Linked DNA regions of Mus musculus: region 2 is linked to region 1. Evidence: chromatin contacts called from public promoter capture Hi-C data. All regions are on one chromosome and are shown on one strand. Each heading gives the region's core, a stretch centred on a gene start, on an enhancer-like site or on the middle of the called end of the contact. The rest is flanking DNA. Distances are from core to core; before and after follow the strand shown. Region 1 holds the start of Efhc1 (EF-hand domain (C-terminal) containing 1). Region 2 has its middle 8.2 kb from the start of Mir30a.

The links. Promoter capture Hi-C pulls out the DNA fragments that hold promoters and counts their contacts.
Region 2: a promoter capture Hi-C map of liver shows a contact between it and region 1, with 3 times the contacts expected there. The contact joins the enhancer-like site here to the promoter of Efhc1 in region 1. A contact is called at or near these places in 4 of 39 promoter capture datasets (embryonic stem cells, hippocampal neurons and liver) and 2 of 115 datasets of contacts at active chromatin or transcription factors (astrocytes and embryonic forebrain).

Annotation. Positions count from the first base shown.
Region 1 is chr1:20,950,330-20,952,935 of GRCm38.p6, forward strand. Efhc1 (EF-hand domain (C-terminal) containing 1) reads left to right here and starts at 1,297. Exons shown (of 11, transcript NM_027974.1): 1 at 1,297-1,467. The coding sequence starts at 1,405. All of the region lies in intron 1 of Gm51618 (a long non-coding RNA gene), which reads right to left.
Region 2 is chr1:23,262,720-23,265,325 of GRCm38.p6, forward strand. No RefSeq gene overlaps it. Among named protein-coding and RNA genes, the nearest start is that of Mir30a, 8.2 kb to the right of the region's middle. Within about 2 kb of position 1,317, at least 41 of the 459 cell types and tissues checked have an H3K27ac peak or open chromatin away from gene starts, as enhancers often do. A contact at or near this core is called in hippocampal neurons and liver, where this site is marked.

The DNA.
Region 1 (2,606 bases), core at 47-2,546:
CCCAATTAAGCTTGTATAATATTTGAACAAAGTCACTGGAGTGAGCTAGCGGGATGCCAGCCTTTTCCAAGAAGGATGAACCCTCTTGCCCCTTCAGAAAATGAAGGCTTAGCATCTTGGTAAGCTTCTCTATTTACTTCGGCACCTACAGCCAACATCAATCAATGTGTTTATTCATTCCATCAGTTCTGCTCCTCTAGGGAACCCTGACTAATGCAGCTGCCATCTTAACTGGTGGCAGCAAATGACCCATGATACTCTCCCTCAGGCTTACTACTCTACCGTTTCTCTAAATTCCTAGGTCAGAAAACATGTTATAAAGACCAAACTCCTAGGAAATTTGAGACATAATGGAAAAAAATCTCTGGGCATCTTAGCTTCCCTTTTATTTCCCCATGCTGACAGACTCTTGGTTTCTTTCTTTTCCTGATGATCTTTCAGGAATGGGGTCACTTTTTTTTTAAAGGAAAAAAAAAAAGTTGTCCAGAAAATGCTATACTCTGCAGTACACATGACCCTGACAATATTTCACTCCCCTGAATTACTTCTTTCTCATGACTCGGTCTCTCTTTGAAGGTTCTCTCTTCCTCTGTGGTTCTTATGTATCACTGATGCTATAGCTATAAAGCAAGGACTAAGGTAGGCGTAGGCACTCTCCAGCTTTTCAGTCAACAGATACCCAGTAAAGTTCTGAGACCTCAGCACACAATCTATAGGAATCTACGGTGGAACAGATAGCTAAGAGGGGACCAGGAAGCCGTGGAAAGACTGGGGCTTCAAATCGGATCAAGTCTGAGCAACGAAAATGCAGTCGATTATAATCTAATCCACAGCCCTTGCCTCATAATTTGATGAGTCTGAAGTATTTAGCGCTTTCACTGGGGAGCAACCACTGTACATTGTGTCTGGACTAGGACAGCAGCTCTTTCCCCAGAGAAAGGGTGCCTGAGCTCTTGGGAGGACTAACGTGGAGCAAGGAACTTCTTTGTAACAACTGATCTAAAGGGACGTGGTCCAATCCCAGACCTCACTGCGCGAGCCAAGGCCTAAGAACATCCGCTTTCTTCAGCCCACCCCTAGGTTGCATCCTCTGGGAGCCAGGAAGTGGGGGCTGAGGAGAAAGGGAAAAGTATGGGAAAGAAAGGGGGCGGAGCCGCCTCTGCCACACCCATTAGCCACGTCCTGTGGCCACTAGAGTCAGTAGTGCTGTGCGCAGGCGCAGACCTGGCCTCCGCCTCCCTTTCCCCGCCCCCTAACATCCTCCCCTCCTCCCCGCCGCTCCTCCCCTCTCTCGACTAGTGTGTTTGGCGTTACCAGGGAGTCTGGAGAGGCCCGCGAGTGCAGTTTGTTGCCAGGGTAACCCGAGCGGCAAAAGGCAACCGAGGTGGCAGCTGCAGGGCAGCGATGGGGACCAACCCGGTGCACGGCCTGCCCTTTCTCCCGGGCTCGTCCTTTACAGACTCCACGGTGAGGGCCAGCCCGAAGGGTTCTCCACTTGGCTCGCCTCTGCGCTCCTTCATTCCGCAGGCTCCGTCGTCCTCGCGCATCCCAGCCTCTGCCGATTTTGCTTGGCCTCTTGGTAGTCCACTCACCCTCCTGGGTCCTCACCGTGGCCCTGTTCTTTCTTTACTGCCCCATCTACCTGCCTTCTGGCCCGATTACCCCAGGCTGTCTCCAGGCCTCTCCCCAGCTGCACTGTAACCCTACTCAGCGCCTTCATCCTCTCCTACCGTCTCTCCACAGCAGCCTCATTCTGGATTTGTCTCACCGCTTCTGAATCCTCAGGGTCACTGCCCTTCAACCCCTTTCCTCTATGTGTATGCATCTTTTCCACGTACTCCTTTCCTGACGGGTCCCCACCCCAGTCTCTGGCCTTTTGAGTTAAGGGTCACTTTTCTCTCCAGCTACAGCCTTCCCTAGAATTGAATCCCCCACCTCCCGCCGCCCCCACATGCTGGTTTTCTTGTAGTTTTTCTCTGTAAAGCATTCTTCCTCCTCTCCTTGTATTTCTTCCGTCTCAACCATAGGAATGAACCACTTAATGTTTCTCTTTCTGTAGCCCGTGTGTGTGTACTTACACACATGATTCATTTTCAGACTGTGTGTGTGTGTGGGGGGGGAGGTTGTTGTTTTATCTTGTCTGCAGCCTAGGCTGGCCTTGAACCTGAGAACCACCTGCCTCGGCCTGCAGACTGCTTGGATTAAAGACATGCCAACACACAGGGCTCCCGTTCAGATTGCATTTTACTCCTTTGCCCCAACTGTTTATAGTCATCATCTAGATGAAATTAAATATTAAATTAAATAAAGTCCAGGGTGGCGATGCACATTCGTAATCTCAGCTTTCAGGAAGCTGAGGCATACGGGTGGCCAATTTGAGTCTAGCCTGGGCTACATAGCTAGTCACTGTCTCCAAACGACAGCAGATCCAAACCAGACAGAACAGGAGCTTCGTGAAAAGGAAGTGGCTCAGAGGATAAAGCACTTGCTGCTCTCATAAGAGGAGTGGAGTTCAGATCCTTAATACCCAAGCAAGACGCTTAGCTAGACTGACCCTTACCTGATGCAGCCTACCCATGCCAACTTTGGTCTTTCATATGTATTTC
Region 2 (2,606 bases), core at 67-2,566, 2.3 Mb after region 1:
TATGTGTGCCTGATACCCATGGAGATTGGAAAAGGGTGTCAAATACCCTGAGACTAGAGTTACAGCCAGTTATAAGTCTCCATGTGGATGATAGGACTAGAACTTGCGGTCTCTGGAAGATTATCACTAACTCTTCAGCCCCCAAATTATTATTTTTAATATTTATGGAAATAACTTTTTTCTAAATTATGATTGAAAAAATAACGTTTTGACCATTTTTAATGATTAATCTTTCAAGTACCATATGTAATTTTTAATGTTTTTACCTTAAAACAGCTATTAAGTAGGAAAATTTAAATTGAAGTTTAAACCAGAATTTTTACTTCCATGAGAAATTTTAGACTTTGCATACATATATGGCCTTCATGCTTAAATGCATTCTGCTGTAAATTTTGAGATATCATTTACGCATTCATATAATTCAAGTAAAGCAAACATCTCTCTTGGCACAAAATTTGATATTTCTTATTAATTTTCTATATTGTCTTTTCTATTCTTCCCTGTCCTCCATTAGAACTGTTCTTTTTATTTTATGATGAACCCTCCTTCAAATGAAAGGTCATTTTCTTTTAGACATTTAACTTCAGACTATCTTATTGTGGGCATAGAGGATATACCGTGAGACACAATATTATTTCAGTAAAACCTAAAGAATACAAGTCAATGCAGTTCATATGCACAATACTCAGACCAAGGATGACATCTCAAACTTTGTACACTCTGGTTTCGGTGCATTTTCATCAATAGCTAGTATTTTAAAATCAGATATAACTATACTTAATTTTAATATAAAGACTGATATCCACAGGAAGCTTTTTTTTAGTTTTAGTCTGTTGAATGGATAATACATTAACAAAAATAAATACTTGCTATTATTCTTTTATTTAATATTCTGTCGTTCAGATCTGGAGATGGCCACAGGTCATTTATTTAACGCATTTATGAGTTTTCACATACTAAATTTTGGCCTAAACACTTCGCAAGTGTCAGTTTATTTAATATTGCCTATGTTTTTCATTTTGCAAATGAGAAAGTTATGATACAAGTATTTATGGCAGTGTCTTTAGTTGGGTAGACCGGCTGTAAGAAAAGTAGGTAACAGTCTTGGTACTAAATATGTGCAGGATCTGGGGAGCTATGGATGTGTTTATTAGGAAAAGATGGGACTCAAGCGTGCCCAGTATAAAGAGCAGCATGTGGTTCTAGAAGCACAAGTCAGATGCTCTCAGGTTGCACCAGCCCACCAGGTGGAGAGGAGGCTCCTGCCCTAGTGCTGAGGAGCCCTCATGTCTCATGTCTTCCTCCTCCTCCAGGCATTTTCGGCTGACTCAGGCAGTTTTGCCCCAGGAGGGTTTTCCTTCTCCCTCACTTGGAAGCCCGGGCTTTGTAAATAATAGGAGAATTTTTTTTTTCTCCCGGGTTTAATTTCAGGCCAGTTTATCCTCCCCTTGCCCTTCATATATTTCTTTGAAAATAGTGCTCAATAGTGTGTTACAATTGTATATAACTATGAGACTGATAGTGAGTAACAGAATTAAAGGGCAAAGCAATCTTTTGTTTGAATTCAGGAGAGAAGATGAGAGCGGTTAAATGTAGAAAATGAGGAGAAAAGAAACATTGTGGAAATGAAGAGATAAATTGGGATTGGGAGGCTGATGGAAACTGAGAGGAGGATTGCTGCTTTGCTTCTCACCCACACCTCCTCCCCACATTCACAGTAACAGGCAATGTCACTGTCTTTTGCCTGACATGCTGAGCCAGGGAGTTGAGACTCGTGGGAGTGGAAATTTTCTTCCTTTTGCATTTTGAGACTTGGGTGTGCTGCTTTAAGATGCCACTGGTATCTCAGTAATGTTTGTTTATACCGGATATTTTCTGGGTAGCCATTGTGGATAGGGCTTATAATACAAACAGTACTGTTAGGAAGACTGCAGAATCTCCGCTGCTATGTTTATCTTACTAGTTAAAAACCTGCTAGCACTTCTGAGCACGTTTAGAAAACTCCAGAGGCAATGTTAAGAATAGCTTTAGTAGAAAGAAAGAAAGAGAGAGAGAGAGAGAGAGAGAGAGAGAGAGAGAGAGAGAGAGAGAGAAAAGAAAGAAAGGAGGAAGGGAGGAAGGAAGGAAGGGAGGAAGGAAATAAATTAAGATTTGGTGTTGACCAACATGCAAGTTTTTCTTTAGACAGTATAAGTTAGGGTTGAGCATTTTTTAAAACAAGTGCAAAGGTAGGGTTTGTTTTTTTAAAAATATTGTTTTCTTAATCATCTAGATAAAAGTGCAGCACTTTCATGTCACAGAATATAAAATTAAGGTGAGAAAGAATTTGGAGGGATTCTAGTCTTATATTTAAATTCCATTTTGGTGACTTATAAAGATCCTTATTCAGATCATGGGTCTCAAAGTATTTCTTCCTGATTTATGATTGTAATAGAACACAGTAATTAAAATTGTGATCATCTCAAAAAAGGCACATTGCTAGTCTTATTTTAAACTTTCTGGTAACTAATTTTACACCTCTCCTTCACTTTTTATCTTATGTGTATAATAGGTAGATTACGCATTCACATTTATGAAAAATAGTCACTTTAAATAACAATGTTGAG